Linked DNA regions of Mus musculus: regions 1, 3 and 4 are each linked to region 2. A link is a contact called in public HiChIP or PLAC-seq and promoter capture Hi-C data. All regions are on one chromosome and are shown on one strand. The core of a region is the stretch at or near the end of the contact, and the rest is flanking DNA. Distances in the headings are between cores, read along the strand shown. Region 1 holds the start of Gpr18 (G protein-coupled receptor 18). Region 2 holds the start of Tmtc4 (transmembrane and tetratricopeptide repeat containing 4). Region 3 holds the start of Gpr183 (G protein-coupled receptor 183). Region 4 holds the start of Dock9 (dedicator of cytokinesis 9).

Region 1 (4,148 bases), core at 889-3,388, 1.1 Mb after region 2:
CTACACGCATGTAATAACACCCTTGGAGTCATCCTACATGCAGACATGCTACACGCATGTAATAACACTCCCAATAGTGTCTTAACTAAATCATGTTGATTTAAAAACTAGGTTCTCCTACTAAGTATATAAACTCACCTACAGTCTTCAATGCTCAAACTAAACCTCAAAGTGAGACCAAAACATTTCATAAAGTACAGGAAACCCTGACGTCTCTGGAGTATGAGAAAACCCTCTTTGGTAAGAATTCTCTCACATTCCAAAGTACGTGAGAAGACCAAAACTGCAGGCATGGTCACAAAGTCCCTGGTAAGAGTAACAGATTCCTGAAGGCAAGGTGAGGCGTGCAGGAGGGCCACTCCTCCGCCTCCTGCACAGACCTCTCACCACATCTCAGGCAGCTCAGTGTCCTTGCAGTTGGTTCTGGGCTCAGACGACCATCCACCCCACCCCCCTCTTCACATGTTCACTTTCTTAGCTATCGAACAATGTTAAATGCTCCTTAGCTACAACTCATGTCAGCACCCCCAAGCACATGGTGTAGTGGTGGAGCATCAAAGACAGCAAGGTGTGTGCCGGCCACCCAAGCATAAGGCACAGAGCTGGGGCAAGGAACCGTCCAGGCCAGCCCAGCTCTGAGGGAAAATGGCAGCTGTGAGGTGGTTAGAGGGAGGGTCTACAGGTGGGTTCTGCCAAGCTTTTGGGAGGTTCCAAATCTGCCCTGGGCACCTTGCACTAAGAAATGCAAGTTCTCAACTAAGAATGCTACATACGGGGAAGACTCAAGTCTTAATGAGAAGACACCCCAGGCTCCTCATCTGTTGACTGTAGCAGCACAATCAGTACTTCCTGTCAGAAACCTTCTCACAGAACACACTGGGTCCCAGTCAAGAGGTATCCATGTGGCTGACCTGTGTAGCATATGAAAAAACATAACTTCATATAAAACAATTATGATGTAACTTGGCAATGCCAAAGCATGTCTAGAGAAGGTTTCAAGGCAATCACCTCTCACCCACACAGGAACTGCTGCAGTGGTCTCCAGTGGCTCTATAGCACATTATTCTGGAAGGCTCCCACGGCACCCAGTGGTTTGTTAGCACAGCTAACGTCAGTACCTTTTGTAGAATGAAAGTTTAGCACTTCTGGGAAAAGAAGCAAGGTTCTCAAACTACCTCAAGTTCACGCTGTGGCAGCTGTGGTGGCTGACAGCTGGAGTCCAGCTCTCAGGAGGCAGAGACAGGAAGACCAGGGTAAGTTCAAAGCCAACCTGGTCAACACAGCTCCAAAGCAGCCAGTAAGGCCCCGTCTCAAAACAGGACAGACAAGATGACAGGAGCCAGTTTAAATCGCTCACACTATAGACACAGAAGCAGCTAAGCTTAGGCACCATTTAAAGGCTGGCAAATAATGTGTAGCCAATGTAGAGATACTTAGAACTGGACAAGGGCTGGGCTACTTTAAAGAGAAAGTTAAACTCAGAGTAGCTAGACAGCGATGCTCTGGGCTGCCCAATCCTCCCTTCTGTGGGTTTCACTTCCCTTCTCAGCTGAGAACACTGCTACATATAAATTCTTCCAGCTACATGTAAATTCCCCAGTCCTTCCCATGGTTTACATGGATGTTCATGCAAGAAAAAAATTACTGCAAGTCTTCCCTGAGATAGAAAATGGACAAAGTGTAGGAAGTACCTACAGGATCCAGGAACAGATCTGCAGGGCAGGGCAGGGCAGAGCAGAGCAGAGCAGGGCCATGGAGAAGATGACAGGTGACCGAGGTGGCAGGGTGGCAGTTGCTCTCTTTCAGGCAGGACTTTTCTGGAGAGGAGTTCTCAATCCTATCACATGAGTGCTATGCATTTCAACTGGATAGGAACTACACAGGAACAACAAAAGGCTAGACAAAGTCGAGGAGCTTAGAAAGCAGCTAGGCTTTGAACCTTGCTTTGCCCAGTGTCAAATCTCCTGCCTGTAAGTGACACAAACTTCAAACATCAAAACAAGCAGTTAATTCAAGAATATCTGCCTTTCTTCAAGATATGCCATTGTTTCAAGAGCAGCCCGAGATGAGCAGGACTTCATAAACAAATCACTTGTGAAAGAGAAAACCACATCCAGGGTAAAGTCCCACGCTGAGTGTCTCATTTCAGAGCGTTTCCTGAAAACGGCAGAGCAGTGCTCAGAGCTCAGCAGACCAACCCCACTATCGGTACTACATCTCAACAACCCTCCAACAAGACACAGCACAGAGACACCACCTACCTAACACAGGCGACTCTGAGCACTCTCTCTCTGGGACTGGGCAGAGCGGCAAACGGTCACCTCTCAGACAGCCTTTGACAGACAGGAGGTAAGCTGCATTCAATTAATTTCATGGCAAACCATTATCAGAAGTAATGTTGTGTTTACTAAACTCAAAACTTCTGTTCCATCAGATGAAGACCTTGAAACAACTGGTTATTCTTTTCCCAGGATTCAGCGCTCATTTTCAATATTTTTTATTAATAGTTAAGTGTAGAGTTTTAAATGTTTTTATTTTATTTTTGAGATTCCAATATAATTACATCATTTCTTCCCTCTCCTCCCTCCAAACCCTCCCACGTGACCCTCCTTAACCGCTTACAAATTCATGGCCTCCTTCTCTTAATTGTTGTTACACACACACACACACACACACACACACACACCTAAATACATATAACCTGCTTTTCTGTGTAGTGTTACTCACACGTGTTTTCAGAGCTGACCGTTTAGTACTGGATAACCAGTTGGTGGGCTCTTCCTGAGGGAGGCCTATTGCTCCCACTTTTAGCACAGAAGCTGCTAGTAGTTCTTGGTGTAGGACTGAGGCCTCGCTCTCATTCCCCTGTCATTTAACACATTATGTTGATGACATAGTACATCATAACATAATTCAATGTCTTTGTCATATAGTTTCAATTACTGTTTCATGAAATTACTTGGCTTCAATTTAAAAAAAAATAAAAACAAAAAACACAAAACCTACAGATAGTCATGGTACTTAAGTTTTCAAAAGTTAACCTGAAAGACAATCGGTTTTCAACACTCGCTCAAAATCGTGCAGAACATAGTCCGGATGGTAATACAGAGACACAAGCATCGAGCATCGCACTGAGCACAGTGAAAACTGGGGCAGGTGGACTACAGAAAAGCAGCCAGGGAAGGACAGCCTGTAGATACAGGTGTTTTCATGACAACACCAGGGAGAATGGTGATAGAGGAAAGACCAGGACTTCATTATACCTCAGAGGCTTCTTTAAAGACCACAGTGTTTAAGCCTCTAAGTCTCCTTTGCTTAATACTAAAGATTTAACCTTACTATGCAGTAATTTTCTTATTTGCGTAGAAACTAGTATTCTAGTTATATACATTTTGGGGGTGCTATGTAGAGCAAACTAGTTTCAAACAGAGATTCCCCCTCCCTCTGCCTCAGAAGTGCTAGAGTTAAAAGCATGTTGCTACCATTCTCAGCCTTATTTGGAAATTTTAATACAGGTTTTTAGATATATAGGATTTTATTCCAAAATCACATTTAAGCCAATTATGTGGCAAACAACAATGGGACCAAAGGAGAAAGCACACAGTACCTGGTCCTGTCTACCCAACTGTTCAAACTAACTCTCATCAGCCAGCCACAGGCTGTTAATCCTCCCTATTGTTTCACTAAAGAAAGATTCAGAGCTGAATTAAACATCAGCACGCTGCAAAGTGACTTTCTTAAGGAAAATTCCTTATCCACCCTCCTATTTCAGAGAGATGCCCCCCAGGCTGCACTCTACATATGAAGTATCTTTACAGCCTCTACTGGCTAATGCACCCTGGGGAAGGGAATGTCACACTGAGAGCACCATATTTATAAGCACTATTAGAATTCTTTGCTTTAGCTGGGCGGTGGTGGCGCACGCCTTTAATCCCAGCATGCCTTTAATCCCAGCACGCCTTTAATCCCAGCACTCGGGAGGCAGGAGGATTTCTGAGCTCGAGGCCAGCCTGGTCTACAAAGTGAGTTCCAGAACAGCCAGGGCTACATAGAGAAACCCTGTCTCGAAAAACCAAAAAAAAAAAAAAAAAAAAAAAAAAAAAAATCCTTTGCTTTTTAAATATGCAGTTTTTGATGGTGGGATTATT
Region 2 (4,102 bases), core at 191-2,690:
AGTTACACAATTTCTTTAAACTTATATTCCTAACAATCAGTCAGTTGGTGGAGGAGGCATATAAAGGTAGAGGCACTTATAAATCAGGACCTTGACCATTCATTAGATGCCAGGACTAAAGCCGACTTTGGTTTGTGATACTCTGGCTGTCACAGACCACCAGAAGGAAGGCAGAGAAAGCATGACGGATGTCTTACTATTTGAGATGTGGTGGCATATACAAGGGGAGAAGCTAAGTGGGGAACTAGATAAATAGGTTTGAACTCCGAGAAAGCAAGGAAAAGAAGTGTAAATCTGAAATGTATTGATTGGAGTGTTGGCAGCAGATTAAATCATACAGGGAAATTTGTGGAGTAGGAGAAAAGGATGAGGCTTTTAAAACTCTTAGCGATCATTCAGGGCAGGCAAGCCAGTCAAATAGACTTGGGGGTGGGGTGGGGGAGGGGGACAGGAGAGAGAAAAGGCAATAGGCATAAAGAAGAGGGCATTTTAAGGAGGAGGAAATTGTGAGATGAGGTAGCATTGGGAAGCAAAATGTCCTCTGGCCTTAGTAAGGGCAGAAGACAGCAGAGGTGACTGGCAAATGCAGTTTCCCTGAATGAAAGCCAAATGAATGAAGTTGGAAACAGCTGTGGTTGGGGGTGGAGGTGGGGGTGGGGGAGGGGAGAAGCACTCTGCTTCAGCGATGAAGGGCAGCGAAAGGCAGGGTGACACATAGAGCAGAGGAAAGCTTGGAAGTCACTTGGTGCTGAGGATGCGGACTCCACTCCAAAGAGGGAGACAGATCAGAGACTGATGCTTTGAGGAGGGTCGGAGGTCATTGAGGTTTGAGGTCTGTAAGTCTGGTAGTGGAAAGTACAAAGGTTTTTTCTCTTGAAGGTGGCAGCACAAATAAGTACTAGGAGTGGAAACTGAGTGGGTGACCTTCCCATCAGGAGGGAGGTGTAGCACCTAGTGGTCGTGACTGTATGGCACTGCTCCAAAGGAGGCGCAGTCCTGAGGTTGCACGGCCTTAGGAGGAGGAAGTCACTTCCCGTTTCAAAGGGAGAAAGTGGGGACATTTCTTCAACAACTTCAGACAGAAAGAAGCGTGGAGTTGAGATTTTCTGCAGGGATTCCACAGCCCTCGGCGGAACGTGCGAGACAAGCCAGGAATAGGCTTAGAACGCACGGATCCGCAGGGAACAGCGGCCAGGCCCGGGAACCGCCGCTGCTGCTTCGCGTCCCAGCTGCGCTTTCTCTTCCCAGCAAAGCCTGTCTGCCCCTGCGCCTCCTTCGTGGCGAGCGCTCTGTTCCGACGTCACTCCGACACGGACCAATAAGCGGAAGAGGAGAGCGTGAGTGATGGAAAGGGCAACCGATGGTCCCGCGGCGGGAGGCGGGACTAGACGGGAGCGGGCAGCCGCGAGTGGGAAGCGGCGCGGCGGGGGGCGGGACGCGGCGGGGTGGGAGTGGGAGGGCAGCCCCTCCCCTGGCGGCGGCGGGCTGGGGAGCCGCCGGAGTTTAAGCACGCGGGAGGGGAGATGAGATCGCGGCTCGTGCTCCTTGCAGGTAAAGCGCGGGGCGGCCCGCTGAGGGCCGAGCGCAGCTGCAGGGCGCTCGGAGTTGGGCGCGGGCTCCCGGGCTCTCAGCTGAGCCGCCAGCCCTGCGCTGGGGCCCGGGGGCGGCGCCCGAGCTCTGCACCTCTACTAGAGTTAGCTCCGACACTCGAGCTGCCTCCCGCGGACGCCGCCCCGGGCGGTCTGCGCCTGGGTAGAAGCCGCACCCCGGACAAAGAGCGCGCGGTAAGGGTGCGCGCCCCGAGCTCAAGCTCCGGCACTGCCCTGCTACGGCCGAGGTCGCCGAGCCAGACCCTTGCCTGCTACTGTCTGACCCAGCCGTGCAACAGCTTTGTAACCCGGGAGTCCACCGGGTGCAGCGGCCACCTGGCCGCGGGGTCCCCGCGCCTGGTCGCCAGCTGGCCAAGGCACGGGCGACGGCTGGACACAGCCGGGTAGCTTGGCCGCCCGCCCAGGGTTACACGGAGAGCCACCCAGCAGAGCCAGGAGTGCCAGTTACTCTACGCTCAACTGTGGAGCAAAGCTGGTACCACTGGCCTGGGAGCCTGGAACGGCTGCCAGGAGTTGGGGGAGCCAAGCAGGTGGTGTAGCAACCGCCTCACCTCCTGCGAACTCCACGGGGAGTCTGGGTTGTTGATGTTGTGACTGTGGGCTGTTTGTGTTTTCTTTCTTTTTATAACTACACACAAAAGAAAGGAGGAGTTAGAGGACAGATATCTCCACTGAATCATCCACACTTTGCTCTCTCCCCGTGAACAGATGGATGGGGAGAATTATAGTAAGGATTGACTGGAACCATTTTTGCCCCTTGTACCTGCATCCCCCGAAAGCTGTGCACTATAGGTGGAACTGGGGCAAAGTGAGGTATGCTCGCCCACCTGGGTGGGAAAATGGTTACATGCTAGCAAAGTGGAAACTTTCTGAGGCAGAAATTCTGAATGTGAAACCTCAGATGGGCAGCCACTTCTTGAATTAGGAAGATGGGTCACAACAGGATTCACCTTACTCTGCTTTTGGCCCATCACTACAGAGGATGGCTGGCTCCTTTGCCTCTAGCACAATGTGTGCTAGCTCTCTCTGCATCGTGCCAGATACGGGTGGTCAGAAACTATCACATTATTTAATCTGATTTCTAGAGGCAAGGTTGCCCTCCATCCTGAAGGGCAACTGGCCCTGGATGCATTGCCCTTAATGTAAAGGACAAGAGGCTCTCCATGCCTGTGGAAGAGTCTCCAGTTAGGTGGCTGCAGCCGGTTCCCCGTTTTCCCGGGGTGAATCAATTAGGTTGGGTCACTCTGCCTCATTGCAGCCAGGGCTGCTGTGACCATTGTTATCGGAAGCTTACAGTTCACAGCTCAGTGCCATTTAGCCTCTGGGGAGATATTGTTTGAGGTCTTTTTGACCTTTTGATTATTGACAGATGAATATATTTTAACCCCCTATAAAACCGAGGCTTAATATTAAGAGTTTGAGTATTGGGGATGGAGACTACTGGTTTGTTCCACATTGAACCTCTCTAAGGAGCCAGTTCAGAGAGTTCAGGAGACACCAGAACACAAGCTTTGTTACTGTGACTGTCTCTTCAGACTACTAGTAATAGGTTCAGTGTAGATGGGTCATTGCTGGAACTGGAGCCACTGTGCACATCCTGTTTAGCACCTCCTTACAGTGAGCTACCATCCAGGCTGTGGCTGAGGAGCCATGGCTCCCAGTCAGGGTATAACCTGGAGAAGACCATTAAGACATGTTGCTTAGTCAGAAACAAAGTATTCTTTCCTATACCCTGACAGGGATATGAAGATCTCTGCCACCTTGTGGGGCATGGTTTCATCTACCCATGCACCAGGCCTTATTTGTAGAACAAGGGTCATTTCCTATTGGAGGAAGGAGAGTTGGAATCAGGGTTATTTGTGTGGTGTGAAATTTGTATAGGATGCAAAGTCTCCTTGCCTGGGAAGTCGTATGCTGTAGATCTGCCCAAAAGAAGGGTTCCTCTTATTTGGTACACCCTGTCACCTGGTGGGCAGTGCTGGATGTTAAACCGCACCATGAGCATTAAGGCAGGTGATCAGGAACTGTGAATTGGTCAAAACAGTAGAGACTAACTAACTGCTTGTATTGCTTCACTCAGTCCTTACCACAGCCTAAAGACTGTTCCTTAGGGAAACAATGTAGCTCAAGGAAATGTAGCCACCAGTTCATGTGCATCTGTCTCCAGAATCATTGCTATGGACTGCTGGAGTGGATTCTGAGAACATCACATGGCTTTCTAATGCATTATGACTTTTTTGCATTTTCTGATAAAAGGCATGTTCTGGACTGTTTGGCTATATGTGCAAAGACAAGCCTTTTAAACAAATGGGAGCATTTGAATATTTTCACTGCAACAAAGCAGCAAAGGCATTGGACTTAGGGGAAGTCCCCTGACAGAGCAGAGATGCTTCCATGAGATGGCAAGAGCCAGTGAAGACTGGGCATAAGGGTGGAGGATAGAATGCCTGCACCATAGTGTTCTATGGTTTTGGTCCCCACAGGGGAAAGAG
Region 3 (3,778 bases), core at 930-3,429, 1.0 Mb after region 2:
ACAGTGACCTTTTACGCAGAGTCAACAGCTAACTTCTGGGAGCCTCCTTATCTTAAGCAAAGAGCTAGAAGCACACAAGAAAATCAGTCAGTAGATAACTTATTCCTTTAATATCCTTACTAGTTACAGAGTACCTACTATACACTCAAGACCGACCATACTTCAGAGAGCAAACAAAGAAAACACTTCACACAGATGTCTGCCTCACTTCTAGGACACTGGGTTCACTGGTATAGTATGACCACTGCTAAACAACTGTCAACAACAAAACAGGCCTAGCGTTTCCTCTCCCATGCAGCTACAGCAGCATCTGCAGGCTTCTTCATACACTTCTTAGATTATTTCTCATACAAAAGAAAGGGTGAAAGGGTGGACCCACCAGGCCTTTAGTCCTGGTATGCAGGAGGGAGAGGCAGGCGGATCTCTATGAATCCTGGGCCAGCCATCTAAAAAAAAAAAAAAAAAAAAAAAGATGATGGATCCTACTTGCCATAAAACTTGCTTTAAGTAGCTGGGTCTTCCAAAAAGTATCCCACTAGGATGGTCTTGTAACAAACTGGAAATTCCTAGTATGTGCCAATTCCATCTTGCTTATATGCAGTGCTAGGAATATAAGCCAGGGCCTGGCACATGCTAATGCTCTCTGCACTCGGCCACATCCTGAGCCCTCAATGGTGGGTGTATAAGGTGAACTGGTTCTAGGTTATGCCAAGTTTACCTATCAAGTCACAAAGTCTTCGAATCCACATCATAAGGCTGACTTACCTTGGCTCTCACTTGCCTTTATTTTATACATAACCAAGTGGGTGCCCAAGAATCCCACTGACTTGGTGCTTGCTCTTTGGTTTTCCTCTGCAGACCTTCAACAGCACAACTGAAAGGCAATTCTACAGAAGCCTAGGCCAAGAGGACACCCACCTCTGGTAGGCTGCAAGATAGTCACTTGTCACCAAGCCTTTAATCCCTAGAATCCAGGTGGCAGAAGAGGAGAATCTGTCCCTAAAAGTTGTTCTCTGATCTATGTATGCCCTGGCACACATGCTATAAACATATATAGCACATGTGTAAGCACACTAACACATACATGCAAAATAAATAAAATGTGATTTTGAAAAACTTCTAAGGCCTCTGGGGGCATAAAGCTACAGATTCCTATCAAAATGACTCAATTCTCTCTATAGCATCCCTCAAAATCAACCAGTTTACCAAAGCATTCTTGTTTTGTTTTGTTTTTTTTCTTTTAAAGCACATTCCATTTTAAACAAGGGAGAGCTGTCTGCAGGTTTGGCTTGAAAATCTGCTGCAGCCCCCATCCCCTGACCCATCTTCTATTTCCCTGAATAAGGATGGGTGACAGAAGCAGTGTACAGCCCCACTCTGCAGGAAGGTGGGGCTGTAGTCCTGGGAGGCTTAAGCCTCTCTGCTCATGGAATCCCTGTCCCCCAACACCCAGGCGCAGCACAAGTGAGGCCTGTCTTCCAAAAGCAGCACGCACGTATGGCAGGCTAGATCACAGGTGGGCATGGGTGACTGCCACCTCTCTGGCTTGCTCAGAGCACTCTACGCAGTACCTGCTGGGTTCAAGGAGTGAGCTCAAGGCATCATGGGACTAGAACAGGTCTCTCTGGTACTATGTACCTGAGGCTGAACTCTTCAATAACGTGTCTGCCAACTGTCCTAGATCTTTCTGTGCCCACTGCCACTGAGTCAGTCAGTTGTTCTCGACACTGAAAATGTAACTAACTTACACACAAGGAAGGCCTTTCTCCCTCACCACAGACACCCATCTTTGACACAGCTGTTCAGGTTCAGACTCTACACTACACTCCTGATACCACCACGCCTCCAGGCAGACAGCACTATTACACTTGACATTTTTCCTTAACCTAAACTTTATGTAAAATATCAACATAAGGTCACCAGTAACTATACCTATCTCTCTCCCTCCTCCCTCTTTCTGTTTAAAGCTTATTGCTTAAAAAAAAAAAAAAAAACTTTTAAGACTTAAATCCTTATTGAAAAAAATTTAAAAGTTCCATAGATATGAGCATTTCACAAAGTCCAAGGGGCTTTTGAACAGTTTTTAAAAATCAGTATCAGAAAAAAAATCTCACTTCCCATCCCATTTGAAAAAAAAGCACGTAGCATATGTGAGGTTAACTGATCACGGCTATGCTCAGTCACAGGATGACAGGAAAAAGGCACCACCATAAAAGGACGCCTGCTCGATCACTCTTAAAGCAACATGCCCAGCTTAGCTAACTCCATTCTGAGCAAACACGGACTGCCACAACGGAGGTCCTAGCCACCTTCTGATATGTAAGTACCTGACATGATTCTCTTTAAGTTAAGGAATACTTTAAAAACCTAAGTTTCAAAGTAAAATAATGTACTAGATACCAGCTGTAATAACTGTCTGTTTAGATTTCCTTGGGGTCACTGGCAGCTCAATGTAGCTCCCGAGATGGAAGCAATGAATGAAACATTTTATGAATTTCAAAATTCAATTATTTCAGGATTCTTTACTATAAAGAGAAAGGAACAATGGTGCTGAGGCAGAGCATTCCTAAATTTGGATGTAGTTTATATACAATATAACCATTTAACCTAATTTTTAAAAATTCATTGCATTTGACTACCTGGCGTGCATTTATGTACAGGAAAGTAGTTTTGATGATAGACTATCAGCAGCAGACTTCCCGGGGTAAGGGGCTTATTTTCTAAAGCATCAGATATAGAATGGTATTTTCTAGTTTGCAAAAATATTTTATCAATTTATCCTCCCACCAGCAAAGATGTTTGATCAGCCTGGGCTCTCCTGCCTCAGAAGCAAAACCATTCTAAAGACCAACTATTTTAAGTGAAAAATAAAATTTGTTATTTGGTTTCTATTATTAGGTGACCAGTAATGCTAAATGAGCTTCCACATTTATATTCTAAAAATTTTGGAAAAAAAAAAAACCTGTAAAACAAAGATTATATGTGGAGATTTAAAAACTCAATTTCCAGGGTAAGAGCAGAAGTTAAGAGAAATGCCTAACAAAATATAAGCCATAAAGGGACTTCCTTTAAAGAAGGCTGGGGGTCGTAGATGTGGTGGCACTCTCTGTAAGGGTGTCACCCGGAGTGTAGGAGAGTATAATGTTAAGGGAGGGCTTGGACTCAGTCCTAAAACCCAGGCTCCATCATTTAGAACTGCTCAGCCCCATACAAGTTGCTGAAGGTTTCTGGCTGTGGTCGTTTCATTCAGAAAGTGGGGAGAAGTGTTTCTGCCAAGTCCTTCTCTGACTCTCTGAGTAGGTGCCGGCACACTGCATGCCATTCCCACCCTGCCCATCAGCCCACAGAAAGATAAATGTACAAATTATTTTCTTGAGCTTGCCTGAAGATGTCTGCTTTCTGTTACAGTGTATGTAAAGACTTGAGGTGTGCTTTCTAGTATCTCAGAGTGTTTGTCTCTGGGGCTTAATGGTGCTTTGTGAACCTAGAACTGCTAGGGCACACGGTTCCACAAAGCAGCCTTGCTTGCAGGCTTGTACGATACGTGGGTGGCTGTGGTAATAAGTCCTTTTATAAGCTTTTGGCGGGCTTCCTAGAGTTAATTAGTGTTGTTATCAGTCACCTAGCAGAGTAAACTCTGTGACAACTGAGCTCCCTCCAGGACTTCCAAGCATGCATGGCAGACTTTTACTAGAGAACTACTGTAGGTCAGCCTACAGCACTTCTGTGATGTGAAATGTTCATGCAAAGTTCCTAATCCTGACCTGTAGTCACCAAG
Region 4 (3,897 bases), core at 982-3,481, 1.3 Mb after region 2:
GAACTTCATATGTGTTTTAACGATAGAAAGATCTTGAAGTTCTGACCCTTCAGTCTCTACCTCCAGAATGCTATGATTACAGGCATGGATCCCAATTTCTGATTTATGTGATGCTAAGGATTGAACGCAGGGCTTTGTGCATGCCAGGCAAACACTACCAACAGAGCTATGTACCCAACTCTTTAAAAGTGTATTTATTATAAAAGCTAGGTTTTGATTTTTTTTTCTTGATACAGGAGCTTACTTTTAGTTCTAGGCAGGCCTTGAACTGGTGGCAATCCTCCTGCCTTAGTTATCCCCGAGTTTTGGAATTATAGGTGTGAACAGCCACACCCAGCAAGTTAACTATTTTTTAAATGGACTCAGTAATTTATTTACTACACAGTGGTGATCATAGTCAGAAGGATTTCTGGTGTTTAAATGACAGTGGCAGGTGCTGAAGGGAAAGAGGGAGGGCAGTTAGGCACTGTGTGGCCTCTCAGTTTCCACTTGAGTCCTACTGAGCTCTGGCAGTCTCCATCATCCTGGTGCCTGCAGAGTGATGGTGGGGCTGGGTGGGTTTGGACTGCATTTCTTCTGCTGGCTTCTGGTCCTAGACTATTTTGTACATTGAGACTGTGGATGCTATTTACTGACTATTATAATATTTGTATCTGTTACTAGACAGGTCTTGATTTCAAAGAAGTGAACAGGCACTAAATGGGAGGGGTTCCACCCGAAGGGCATCTTTACATTTAACCCACCTGTAGTACATGCTTTCTGTGCATCTTTGTAGCAAACCCCTTCGTGCATCTTTGTAGCAAACCCCTTCGTGCATCCTTGTAGCGAACCTCTCCGATGCTTGTGTTTTGATTTTTGCTAGTTGATCTCTTAAAAAGTTACTCCTTCAGGGAATATGAGGAAACAAAAAAGATAGCAGACTTCTTTTTTTTTTTTTTTCCATTTTTTATTAGGTATTTAACTCATTTACATTTCCAATGCTATACCAAAAGTCCCCCATATCCACCCACCCCCACTCCCCTGCCCACCCACTCCCCCTTTTTGGCCCTGGTGTTCCCCTGTACTGGGGCATATAAAGTTTGCAAGTCCAATGGGCCTCTCTTTCCAGTGATGGCCGACTAGGCCATCTTTTGATATATATGCAGCTAGAGTCAAGAGCTCCGGGGTACTGGTTAGTTCATAATGTTGTTCCACCTATAGGGTTGCAGATCCCTTTAGCTCCTTGGCTACTTTCTCTAGCTCCTCCATTGGGGGCCGTGTGACCCATCCAATAGCTGACTGTGAGCATCCACTTCTGTGTTTGCTAGGCCCCGGCCTAGTCTCACAAGAGACAGCTACATCTGGGTCCTTTCAATAAAATCTTGCTAGTGTATGCAATGGTGTCAGCGTTTGGATGCTGATTATGGGGTGGATCCCTGGATATGGCAGTCTCTACATGGTCCATCCTTTCATCTCAGCTCCAAACTTTGGCTCTGTAACTCCTGATAGCAGACTTCTGCAAGAACATCTGTGTATCTCTCTTCTTCAGGATATCTTTGGACTTCCCATCTTTTTCCTATTCTTGAGGGAAGAGACTTTCTGCTTTACGTTTCCACTCTGACCTTCTCCATCCTTTAACACTGGGCACACTACATCCTGGCACACACACGTTGTTGTGTGCAAAGAAAATGTCCATGGTAAATGCTTTGGCTGCATTATTAATTTATTCAGCATTACGGTATCATCTCCCTGGCATAAAACAGATACATGAGTTTGTCTGCTGCTGTCTGTCCTGCAAGGAGAAATGATTTCTTGAACTGTACCTCCTGGGAACACCCTTGCTTGCTCGTTTGGTCCTGCTTTGATCAGGAGCCAAGTTCTTGGTGCTTAGCCATAACACAAATGAAAGCGTTTTGAAACTGCAACTTTTAGACCAGCCAGGCGACCTAGCTGGGGGCTTCAGATCGGAAGTCCTTATGAGGGAGCCTCGCTGGGATCGGCAGGCTTCCTTCTCAATGCTGCACTATTTGGATTCACATTGATTTGGCCCACGCTGTGTGGAACAGACACAATGAGGCTGGTCTTTCATTGCAGAGGCAGTACACTGTGTATTGTTCTGTTTGGGGGTTGTTTTTCTTTGGCCAGCGAGCAGGAGCCTCCCATTCTCCTAGCTGTAGTAACACCCCTAGAGGCTGGCCTTCTCGGTCATGCCTTCCCCACCCCTCAGGCTCTGCACTTCCAGTGCCTGGGAAACAGGCTTCAGGCTTCCTTTCCTTTCTCTGGCCAGCGGTGCGGCTGGTGGGGGACTCTCAGCTGTCCCTGCTGCAGGCTTTCTGACAGTGGTCTGTGTGGAGAATGCAGGCTGAGAAGTACAGGACGAGCGGTAGAAGTGACAAGAAGGAGTTGGTCATCGAGTCCCCCCTGCAGTACAAGGATGCAGCTCAGGCAGACGTGGAGGCAGAGAGCTCCACATTGGTAAGAGTCCCGTCCTGTCGCCCTGTCCCGGGACCGTGACTGCTTCTGAATGAGTCAGTGACCCACCGCATCCCGCTGCTCTTTCTGACTTTCCGACTTGCTCCTTTCTGACTTGCTCCGCCTGTCTCTAGGAAACCCTTATCTCTACCTTTCCTTATAGACTGGCCTGAAGTCTACTTCCATCCTTCCTCAGGAAAGAAATGTTGACGTTTGTGGGTGAACAGGTTTCTGGGAGGAGCTTTGCATAAAACAATTTAGTATTGTTCAAAAATTTTGTCACACCTAGCCACAACGATTTTTTTTTTTCAGAAGTCAACTGGGCGGGGGTTTTAACAGCACCCTGGGAGTTGGAAAGGAAGTATTTTGCAGACTTAAACCCTTCTGTGCATTGTCTATTTATGTCAGTGAGAAAACAAGGCAGGTAGGTGCTGAGGAGTGCACGCCGGTCTCTTCCCCTTGTTTATTTTTATCAGGGGCGTTTGTGTTGAACAGAGTCAGAAAGAATCTCAGCTGACAGCAAAGTTGATGTTTTAGCATTAGCCAAACCCATAGTAGTTTGAACAAACTCAAGTGCCTTCTTAGACTCTGGAAGGGAAGACCATGTAAAGTAATTGTGTTGTTAACCGTCAATGAGTAGGCTGTGCTTCCCGTTTGGAATTTCTTTAGTACAATAAAGGCACATAATTTTTTAAAGCAAGCTGCAGAAACCACCAGCGTGCTCTGCCGAGGGGACAATTGAGCCTTTCACACGGGCTGTTAAAGGGATTGTCAAGCTAGTGCCTAGTACCTCTGTGTAGCTTTCCCCACCCCAAACATGGAAGTTCAGTTGTGGCTGCTCTAGTGCTCTAGTGTTTGGTTTCCAGTTTACTGCACTGGCAATTAACAGCTGTGAGGGTGGGAGCTTAAACTCTCCAAGAGCATATTTCACCCTGACCGAATCGCTTTCCTTTGTGATGAGGGGGGTTAACTTACTTGTATTGCGCCGCCTTCAAAACTGTACTGCTTGTTCTTGACTGAAAGTCAGTCAAATAAGTTGGCTCCCCCTCCCACCCCACCCCGCCACACGCACACAGTTCATTTTTAACATACAGATTTACTGCCTCCGCCCCTTTTCTGGAATATAAAGTTTACAGTTGTTTGCTCCCTATCTTCAAGCCTGATAGATAGCTCATTGTATCATCGTGGCTTGAGTCACCTGCATGCCTCCTAGGGTGAAATCCTAGAGTGGAAGATGAAGGATGTTGTGTGGTTTGGGTTTCCTGGGTGGATATCCTGAAATGTGTTTGTTCTCTCGTGGTTCTCTGGATGGGCAGAAATCGTTACCGGAAGAACTAAGTAGCTTGTAGTGATGTTCTGATTTTTTTCTTTCAAATAATGTAGAAGTGACTTCTCTTAAAAAAACATGACTGCTCTTTCTAGTGTTCTCATGTTTTCTGCGTATGC

Evidence for each region. Promoter capture Hi-C pulls out the DNA fragments that hold promoters and counts their contacts. HiChIP or PLAC-seq counts read pairs in DNA pulled down with a chosen protein or histone mark.
Region 1: a contact with region 2 is called in a promoter capture Hi-C map of pre-B cells, with 3 times the contacts expected there. The contact joins the promoter of Gpr18 here to the promoter of Tmtc4 in region 2. A contact is called at or near these places in 2 of 39 promoter capture datasets (the C10 cell line and pre-B cells), 1 of 484 Hi-C or Micro-C datasets (large pre-B cells), 1 of 115 datasets of contacts at active chromatin or transcription factors (large pre-B cells) and 2 of 9 other capture datasets (adipose tissue and liver).
Region 3: a contact with region 2 is called in a promoter capture Hi-C map of pre-B cells, with 6 times the contacts expected there. The contact joins the promoter of Gpr183 here to the promoter of Tmtc4 in region 2. A contact is called at or near these places in 6 of 39 promoter capture datasets (3T3-L1-derived adipocytes, the HPC-7 cell line, hippocampal neurons and 3 more).
Region 4: a contact with region 2 is called in an HNF4G HiChIP or PLAC-seq map of pancreatic cancer cells. The contact joins the promoter of Dock9 here to the promoter of Tmtc4 in region 2. A contact is called at or near these places in 1 of 115 datasets of contacts at active chromatin or transcription factors (pancreatic cancer cells) and 1 of 9 other capture datasets (liver).

The regions. Positions count from the first base shown.
Region 1 is chr14:121,913,878-121,918,025 of GRCm38.p6, reverse strand. Gpr18 (G protein-coupled receptor 18) reads left to right here and starts at 2,138. Exons shown (of 2, transcript NM_182806.2): 1 at 2,138-2,349. The region is part of intron 4 of Ubac2 (ubiquitin associated domain containing 2); the gene reads right to left. Gm46485 (a long non-coding RNA gene) reads right to left here and starts at 4,052. Exons shown (of 2, transcript XR_001781471.2): 1 at 1,009-4,052; 2 at 1-911.
Region 2 is chr14:122,980,621-122,984,722 of GRCm38.p6, reverse strand. It overlaps Tmtc4 (transmembrane and tetratricopeptide repeat containing 4), which reads left to right and starts at 1,440. Exons shown (of 18, transcript NM_028651.3): 1 at 1,440-1,551.
Region 3 is chr14:121,963,594-121,967,371 of GRCm38.p6, reverse strand. Gpr183 (G protein-coupled receptor 183) reads left to right here and starts at 2,179. Exons shown (of 2, transcript NM_183031.2): 1 at 2,179-2,319. The region is part of intron 4 of Ubac2 (ubiquitin associated domain containing 2); the gene reads right to left.
Region 4 is chr14:121,696,751-121,700,647 of GRCm38.p6, reverse strand. Dock9 (dedicator of cytokinesis 9) reads left to right here and starts at 2,231. Exons shown (of 54, transcript NM_001081039.1): 1 at 2,231-2,454. The coding sequence starts at 2,335.